Regions from separate parts of the Mus musculus genome. Here all the other regions are linked to region 3. The links are chromatin contacts, called in public Hi-C and HiChIP or PLAC-seq maps. All regions are on one chromosome and are shown on one strand. Each heading gives the region's core, a stretch centred on a gene start, on an enhancer-like site or on the middle of the called end of the contact. The rest is flanking DNA. Distances are from core to core; before and after follow the strand shown.

The links. Hi-C and Micro-C count contacts between places; a contact is called where the count stands out from the background. HiChIP or PLAC-seq counts read pairs in DNA pulled down with a chosen protein or histone mark.
Region 1: a contact with region 3 is called in an H3K27ac HiChIP or PLAC-seq map of neural progenitor cells, with 17 times the contacts expected there. The contact joins the promoter of Pde4b here to the enhancer-like site in region 3. A contact is called at or near these places in 2 of 484 Hi-C or Micro-C datasets (cardiomyocytes and forebrain), 7 of 115 datasets of contacts at active chromatin or transcription factors (cardiomyocytes, craniofacial prominence, embryonic basal ganglia and 4 more) and 1 of 9 other capture datasets (macrophages).
Region 2: a Hi-C map of neural progenitor cells shows a contact between it and region 3, with 4 times the contacts expected there. The contact joins two enhancer-like sites. A contact is called at or near these places in 12 of 484 Hi-C or Micro-C datasets (adipose-derived mesenchymal stem cells, astrocytes, brain and 8 more) and 1 of 115 datasets of contacts at active chromatin or transcription factors (oligodendrocyte precursor cells).

The regions. Positions count from the first base shown.
Region 1 is chr4:102,253,427-102,256,377 of GRCm38.p6, reverse strand. Pde4b (phosphodiesterase 4B, cAMP specific) reads right to left here and starts at 1,439. Exons shown (of 15, transcript NM_019840.2): 1 at 922-1,439. The coding sequence starts at 1,157.
Region 2 is chr4:102,350,236-102,353,589 of GRCm38.p6, reverse strand. The region is part of intron 1 of Pde4b (phosphodiesterase 4B, cAMP specific); the gene reads right to left. Among named protein-coding and RNA genes, the nearest start is that of Gm52669, 4.2 kb to the right of the region's middle. Within about 2 kb of position 1,304, at least 17 of the 459 cell types and tissues checked have an H3K27ac peak or open chromatin away from gene starts, as enhancers often do. A contact at or near this core is called in neural progenitor cells, where this site is marked.
Region 3 is chr4:102,482,272-102,485,199 of GRCm38.p6, reverse strand. The region is part of intron 1 of Pde4b (phosphodiesterase 4B, cAMP specific); the gene reads right to left. Among named protein-coding and RNA genes, the nearest start is that of Gm52668, 32 kb to the left of the region's middle. Within about 2 kb of position 1,584, at least 23 of the 459 cell types and tissues checked have an H3K27ac peak or open chromatin away from gene starts, as enhancers often do. A contact at or near this core is called in neural progenitor cells, where this site is marked.

The DNA of each region.
Region 1 (2,951 bases), core at 190-2,689, 230 kb after region 3:
TAGGCACAAAATTGCTGTGGGGATTACCTTAAAAAACCACATCCTGCTTTTCTTGCCATGTTGCCTATTAAATAAGACTGAGCTGCAAATACCAATTTGGAAGGTTATCTTAATTTGAAAGACACATCCCTTCAAAGAAACCTGAGGTGGCCCAGGCTTTTCAGGTCAAAGTAACTTAATGTTGGGGTTCTCTCCTTGTGCTTCTTCACTGCACTGCTTTAAGGAGGCCAGCCTCCTGTTTTTACATCCAGTGTAAATAAAATATATGCTGGAGGTAGGGAGTTCAACTCAGCTTCTACAGAGACACTAACCTCTTATACTTGGCATACCTAAAAGATACAAAATTTTTGGAATCATAATACAACTGATTGTCAGTGACACTTTGTAAGTTAGAACTTAGTTTCCCTACCCTTTAAGTAATGTAAAGATAAAAGTTTGTAAGGAGAAAGCTCACTCTGGTTATGCCCCATAGTCATGATGAGACAACACATTTATTGAGGCTTTTATAAGTTATCTTAAGGAATAGATTAGAATTGAGATGAAAATACCTATTCTTGTACCACAAAAACAAAACAAAAACAAAGCCCCACTGCTAAAATCATAGAACAGAAATGAAACAAAAATCTTACTTTTAAAAGGTCCCTCAATTCCCTATTTTCCAAAAGACATTTTTATAAGCAGTCACTTCGAAGAGTCTCCACGGTCAGAGGCTTATTTTATCTGGAAACAGCAGGTAGCACAAAGATACTTAAGCACACTGTACACTTCTGTATTCTTAGCTGACCTACTGTACCCCTTCAACTCAGACTTGCGCTATGCATTCCGAGCAAAACTCAGACATTCCATTCTCAACCTTTCTAAATCACTACTGAGAAGCCAAGAATCTGCCTAGCACTGGGATGCCTTTAAGTCCACTCTTACCATGTATGAGCCACCGTGAAGCGACGCCGCTGTCGGATGCTTTTATTCACCAGCAACTTTCTGAAAAAGCATGGTGAATTCCTTGGTGAACTGCGTGGAGAAATTTTGGGAGATGTAGGTCTGTTTCCTGGTAGCTTTGGAAGCTCAAGTTCCAAGCGCATCTGCTCCTTGAAAGTCTTTATGCAAACCTCAGATTCCGAAGCAGTAAATTCTTTTGGAGAATTTTTTGCTGTCATGTCTCGTATGGAGTGCTAGCTAGCATTCACCATCCAAAACAGCAGTCTTGAACATAGCAAAGGCACTGACGCGGGTTAAAAGGCTGCTGGGTCCGCACACTCTTCCCAGGCTAATTTGGGAAGCTGTGGTTTCAATCCTGGAGCACTTCAGAGCAAGAGGAGCATACTGGGAGACTGGCAAGACAGCCTGTCACAAGGAGCTTTATCAGGCTGCCTTTGCCTCTGAAAATGCGCCAAAGTGCTTCCTCTGTCACCAGCCTCCTTGTGGATGGGGTTTGTCTGCAAGTTACACACTGAGACTCACTGAATCCATTCAGCTGAATATATCAACTCATGAAATATTCATGAGGGCTTTTGATAAATCCTTTATATGTATTTTTTTTTTTAAAGAAAACCTTATCAAACAAGCTGCATTAACTCGGACAGTAAGCAAAGCCTGGCCACCCAGTCACTTTTGTCTGCACAAAGGGCGGAACCAGAGCCCATCCAGCATGTGCTTTTAAAGTCTTCATTCAGAATTATCTTGCTCAGCAAAGCACCGCCGTAACTCCGCCTATCAAACGCTATTGGCCCAGGATTCTTTAAACAACTGGGCTATCTCCCCCCTGAAAAATACCCTCCACTGCTCGGATTTGCACTAAATTCGTGAGGCTATCGTCTTTGTCACAGTCAAAACTGATTAAGTCAGGGATTGCCAAAAGCCTCAATAAAACAGCTTTTCAGATTCCATTTCTGAATCAAAGAGCTGAATTGCTGAAGTTCCCCCCCCCCTACCCCCACCCCACTTCCTTCTTTAGAAGATCCCAAGCAGCATCAGTTAAAAAAACAAAATGTCACTTAACAGGAAAACATTGGCTTTGGTTCATTTCCCCAAGGAATTCAAAACCTAATTTTTATTCCAATAAACATTACTCTCATTGTTCTCTTTAGGCTCATTGTTTGCAATCTGCCCACATAAGCCACTTGATACTGAATGCCTCTTCTGATGGCCAAAGCACCCCTAATCTGAAATGGAAGTAAGAGCCAGAAAAAACATGCACCCCAAGTTAGGTACTGTGCATGTGTTTGTGTGTGTGCTGAGAGGTGCACAAGGTGTGTATCTTTGTGCCTGTGTGCACCAGAGAGTGGGTTTCTACATTGCTTGTGAGAAGCCATGGAGTCAAGGAATGTCTTCAACCTGGCTAGGCTTGGCTTTTCTTTTCTTTTTGCCTTTTTTTTTCCTTTTTTCTTTTTCTCTTCTTGGGCATGAGAGCACAGCTTCTATATATTTAAAGGCATACTGAAGTATAATGAGGTCCATTGCATGTTGTAAAATATTTATTCACAGTGATGGTCATTGGATCCAGGTTGATCTCAAATAAATGTGGCAAAGTACGATAGGATTAATCAGCAAGAATGACAGAAAAGGTAAAGATGCACAGTAGGACTTCAGTGAAAATCAGACATTCATTTTCACACTAATGTGTAGGGTCGTCCAGCTGTATAAATCTCTCTATATGTCTGTCACACACTAAAAATGTGCTGAAGATTAGAGGGCTAAATAACGGCAGAACATCGCCTCTGGGTAGGAGAAAGGCATCCCACTGCAAACCTTAGGGAAGGAACTGGAACTTAAACTACTGACTTTTAAGTACCACTTCTGAAAACCCATCATGATCTAAACAACTAACTAAAGAGCACGGTGAACAGATGTGCAGATCTAAACAACTAACTAAAGTACATGGTGAACAGATGTGCAGTCGTGAAATCTTAGATGGGGCTGAATGTTCCTGGTTTATGAATGATTTCTCAAAC
Region 2 (3,354 bases), core at 55-2,554, 130 kb after region 3:
TTCAGGGCCTGCCTCCCGGCTCCCTCCTTGAGCTCCTACCCTATCTTCCCTGGATGATTGCCTGCGAGCTGTAAGCTGAAGTAAACCATTTGTAAGGTGAAATAAACCCAGTTGTTTTTCAGTTAGTGCATCAACACAGCAGCCAAGAAGTCAACTAGACCATTCACTAGTATGATTTGTCCAAATAACCCATTCACACTGTGAGCTGTGCCATCTCAAACCAAGTTCTTAGATAATTTTAACATTTCATATGGATTGAAGATATTTAATCAGAAAATTGGAATGCCAAAAATGCTCCAATATCTAAAACATTTTGAGTTTTGGGATGAGGAACAAATAGAAAATTCCACATTTGATCTCATGGAATAGGCGTCTGAAAAATGCAGGTGCGCTAAAAATAGTGTATCAGATTGCCTGCAGTTCATGCATACAAAGTATAAAAGAAACATGAGTGAATTTGTCTGTTAGCCTCAGGCATCCCATAGATGCCTTACCATGTGTGTGCAAATATTTCCAAATCCAGATAATCCCAAATTCAAAATCCTTTTGGTGCTCAACATTTCAGTTAAGGGATGCACTTGTGCCATGGGCTAAGGCACAACTATACTGATGTTTTGATTGGTTTCCAGGTGACTCTGCTAAGCATTCAATATGGCCTCTAAGGCTCCGGAGGTGGGGTGGGGGGGGGGAATCATCCCTAATTGCCTGAAATATGTTCTCTTTCTATGCCCACTCTCACTTCCTGAATTCCAGCTTTGTAGCTTTTGCCTTTTTAGATTAAATTAGTCCTCAAATGTCTCCATAGCTATTATAAGGAGTTAACAATTCCTTAATGAGCTCAAGCAACAGTCCCCAATTCCATCAAAGTCTCTAAAATATGCTTGATTAGCAAAGAAGTCACATTTTTATGAAGTCCTTGAGCAACTGGACCTCTCCTGTCTTCCCAAATAATCTGTCTGCAATTTTTAAGAGTCTATGTTTTACCTGCTGGCTATGACTAAAGATAGAAGTTCATTAGAAGATAGAGGAAGATGATGCCATTTCAGAGGGGGGGGGGATGTGGAGAGCAAGTATATGACAAAGACCTAAAAAAAGTGTATAAAATTGAACATATGGCTTTTATGCCAAAATATCCCTATCACTCATTAGTATTATTAATGCCATAAGGAGATATTTTATCCTTTATAGACACCCAGCAAGCAGCAACCTGAAATTTTTGGAATCTCATTCTTCAGGAGAGCTTTCTTCTGTGCTTTTGAAGTTACCCACAAGAGTTATGTCATTGCTCATAACCAAGGAAACCACAGGAAACTTGGTTGCTAGGAAACTGCTGAATTGTCTCCATGAGGATCACCACAGTAGGCTTGGCTTGAATAGAACAGATGTTAGGAAAATAAAATCATGAAGTTGCTGTTACTTTAAAAAAAAAAATCCTAGGATGCCTCTTTAATTGCCAGCTACATCTCCTCACCTAAGAAGTACACTTTGTCATTTTTAAAGGCCATCACACAGGTTGTATGGGGGCCCACAACAGGGTGCTAGCAGGGACTGATGGGAAAGAGCCCCACAGTAGCAGATTAGCCACAGCACACATATTCTTCTTTTCTCCAATTAATCTGGCTAACTAGTGGAAAAGACATGGTGATATATCACTTCAACTGGGGGGTGGGGCAGGACTCTGCATGTTATTAGGTCTATGCGTTCCAACATTTTCTGGTTTCCTTTATGGTTAAAAAAAAAAGTGTGGGCTAATTCCCTAAAAACCTCACTGATTTTTTCATCAGTGTTTTATGATGTTTGCATGCACACATATATGCACACATAAAGTTGATCTTGGAGTTTGTGATTCCAGCAACCCCATGGGTATTCATTCTCTGAGAAACTACACCATGAGAACAAGAACAAAGGACTGTCTAAACTTGAACCACTTGAAGTATGCTCTCTCTCTCAGAGTACAGGGTCCCATAAAGCTCCCCATAAAAGACATGTATATTCCTGTGACCTGCTCTGTGCTCAGATTGTGGGTGTATTCATAAATCTATTTAAATCTGCTCAGAACCTGAATTTATTTCAGATGTGTACCATACTGTGAAAAATAGATTTTCTAGCCCAATCAGACATTTATGAGAAGTAAACTTCCTTTCCCCCCTTTTATTTCCTAATTATGTCCTAATTCTAAAGCCAGTGCTTTCCATTTTATATATGCCTTTGCTTCATTAATACTCTTCCTTCTTCTATTTGTATCCACGTATTTGAGAAAGGATCTTACTGTGTACCTCTGAATGGCTTGGAACTCTCTGTGTACCGTGGATGATTTCAAATATGCATCAATCCTCCTGTCTCTGCTTCCTAAATTCCTCAGATTAAAAGAATGTGCTACCACTCAGTCTAATTCCCTTTTCTATATTAGCCAGTGTCATTATTCTCAAGTAATGATCACTTCCAAATATCCACCAATTTTGTTTCTCAAAATGAACTTACTGGGACAAACTCCAGCCATCTGTTTTTCTATTTCCTAAGAGTTGTATTTTTCCTTCCATATCTATCAAGAGTTCATTTCTTGTGTAAATTTAGATTTTCAGGTTCTATTAAAAGGGATGAAATTTTTCATGTATTTTATATCATAAAAAACTGATGGAAAGTTGTATTTTCTTATTTTATTTTTTGATTGTTATTTTATGTGATAGGTGTTTTAACTTGCATTTATATCTATACCTGGTGCCCAGTGAAGCCAGAGAGAGCATCAGATCCCCTAGAACTGGAGTTATAGTTAGTGGCTGGGGATTGAGCCCAGGTTTTCTGGAAGAGCAACCAGTGCTATTACCTGCTGAGCCATTTCTCCAGACACCACTGGAATTTTAAATGATATGATTCAAGAGCTCAATTAGAAAATGAGATGGGGGCTGTGGCGGAGTGGTAGATACCATAGGATGTCACAGGATCATACTGGAAGCAAAGAGAAATGGTTGAGAAACTATGTACCTCAAAACATTTCTTGATGGAGCAAAAGCAACAACACTAATCCATTAGGTTACAAATATGTGAAAAGCCATGTGATTCTCTCAAATGTAGTCTTAGCAAGTGGTGGGCTAAGTAATCCTTTTATATAAAACCTCATATAAAAAAACCCTATATTGTCAGTGCCAGCATGAGAGTTAGGCTTATTACAAAAATTATCTGTGCACTCCCTATAATGCTGTACTGGGAAGGGGAGCATCAGTGAGGAAACCCCTACTGACACAGTGCCCAGCCCCGTCCTTTGTACTTGCTTGGTTTTCTTTATTAGTGGGGGCTCAGGTGAGTATTTAGACAATGAGTCCAAGAAGATTAAGCACAATACAAATAGGAGACAAA
Region 3 (2,928 bases), core at 335-2,834:
AACACTGGAAGGCGCCTTTTCCCACTCCATAACTTTACAGCCGTTTTCACTCTCAGTTACACAATGGCATACTGGGTAATGGAATGCCATTTCTTTTCTATCAAAAGTTGTTTTTGGTATGTAAGAGTCAGTCTATGGCCACTCCTGAATGATTCTCCAGGGACACAAAGTACCTTCTTGAAAAAGCCAGAAGGAGGCAGCAGACTGCCTTGAACTCTGGCTTCCCTTGGAACCAGATGAGGGAGTATGGTGCCACCCTAGAGACTGTTGATCAAAGCTGCTTTCAGACTCCATACAAAGGCTGATAGAAAGCTGCACATGAGGAGCCCTAGGCAAAGGGCCAAGCAGGTGCTGCAGCCACTTACTATGTGCTCCATAGACGGATCTTCTCAGAAGCCCAGTGGTCTGGGACGGGCACCTTCCCAATGCCTCAGGCAGGTGTGTAATCCTTTGGATTCACATTCTTGCCAGCCTTCCTGGCCTGTACTTCAGAACAAGTGGAAGTATAATGAAGCACATTGCACACCTGCCTTGAGTGACATCTCTACTAGCTGCTGAGAAGCTAAACAGTTACTTTGTAAAGAAGGATTCTTGGTGACATGCAAACCTTTTATGTCCTGATTCTTTCTGTGAACTCTTCATATATACTTATTATGTCTGTGTGTGTATATATAGATATATTATACATATGTATATTATTTATTTGTATGTGTATTAGCCTGTTCATATGTATTGCATTACATGCATGGCCCTTCCCCTGGAGGCCAGAAGAGAGCAGAGTTACAGATGGGTAAAAGCTACCTTGTGGGTGCTGGGAATCAAACTTGGGACCTTTGAAAGGGTAGCTGGCACTCTTAAGCACTGAGCCATCTCTCCAACCTTCTGAATTCTTCTTAATGGCAAAGAGGGCAGGTTCTTAAATGGTGAAACTGGGGTCAGCCAAAGCCTACAAGTGAACTTCTAAATTCCATGTAAAACGGTATCATTATTATTCATTTTGGTGTACATGTTCATAGCCTTTCCATAGTAAACCAGCAGAATACTTTAAAGAGTGGCCATACAGCCAACGTCTTAAACTCCAGCAAGTTTGGCAAGACCAAAAGGTGAGTGTTTGGGATGCCAGGCAGTCTGTAGCTTGAGTGCTTTGGTCAGTGCTCATGTGATGCCACTCACTGTTATGACTATCAATGCTCTCTGGACTTACATCAGCATCTGGCCAAGTATGCAAAACCCTTAAGACTTTTTTCCATGAGTTTTCTAGTAGGGCTCATTTGTCTTTCTGCTATCAGCCTTCCTGTGTGCAGAGGCTACATTCACAAAACAGTAGCAGAAGAAAGTGAGACTGGGGGAAGGGTGCTCTGCCACACTTACGAAGCACGTGGGCCCATATGAGCTGACACTAGATCCCTCCCCACACAAACTCTTTCCTCTTTGGTTTTCTTTTCTTTTTCTCCTTTACCCTGTAACCCCATAGCCTGAACTCAAAAGGGAGGTAGCTTGCTGGAAATCAGAAGAAGCCAGGAAGAGGTCTCAGTTGTAGAGAAGAAGTTTCAGTGAGACAAAGGGCCTTTCACATTCCCTGGGGCACTGTTTCAAAGCAACCAGCACAGATGTTCGGCTTCGGAACAAACGTGAATCACCAACCAGACACCAGCCCCAGTCACAGCAAAAATTAGTGGGCAGACATCACAATACATCCCACAGATCAAGGGAGCAAGGGGGCAGCGATGGCCAAGAGAAAGACTGAAGGGGGCTTTAACAAGTGAAATGAATATACCACACAAACCAGAATACAATCAGGAAGAAAAGGGAACCCGCAATGGTAGAAACAAACACATAAACAGTGTCATTTATCTAGGGCATTTCCTGTCTCTGCCTTGATCAGGACACACATTTCAAGTTTAGGCTTCTTTAGATTCAAGCATTATATAAGCAGTATAAGAAAGCTCTATAAAACATAGATAGAAGAAGAAAAGTGCCATTGCTAGTAGTTCAGTATTTTCTATCCACGTGTATGTATGTGTATATATGTGTACACACAATATGTCTATATTGTGTATGTGGATGAGTGAATGGTGTGCATGTATGTGTTGGGGGGGGTGGTTACCCACCATCACATGCATGCAGAAGCCAGAGGTCAATGGCAGATGCCTTTCTCGGTTGTTCTCTATTTACCAGGGTACTTCCAGGGCTCTCTGCCTGTCTCTACCCCTACCTCTACTCTAACGATGCACTTACAGACACATACTGTTTCTTCACCAAGGTTTTACATTGGTTCTGAGGCTCCAAACTCAGGTCCGTATCCCTCCACGGCAAGCAATCTACGAGCTGAGCTCTCTTCCCAGCCCCCATCTGAACATTTTTCATATTGATTTGAATATAGATTTTTAGAAGCTTTTACCATTCACTGTGGCTTCTAGAATTACAACTTCCCATGTACTGCTGAATTGTTCATCTAGCAAGCTATACCACAATTTTCAGAACCATCTTACGTTTGGTGACTGTATTTGTGATTCCAAGTAGTACTGGTGCTGGTGTAGTTAAGGTTGAACATCTACCATTCGTGAAGTTACATTGACATTTCAGGTGAATTTGGAGGATGCAGCATATACATTTCTGACTTTGTGAGTAGCCATATGCTTGTAAGGAAGAGGTTGTCCATGTCCAACACGAGGACTGGTTAAAGACACCTTCCTTCCAGGACAAGAGACCTATCCTAGCAGGCTTGCTCACCCATCTCCAGAGCATTGTATGCAGCCTCTCTACTTGGTTGGGCCTGCTTCTCCTGGTCCCATTGGCATCCCTACACAGCCAAGGGAATTTTGTCTAATATCTAAAGCTTTAACAGCTGTTTTCTGCTTAGTGGGAGATCTCTGCTGCTTGGGCAGTAGTGACATTCCTGGAACTGGCAGCCTTTCCCACTGCTGC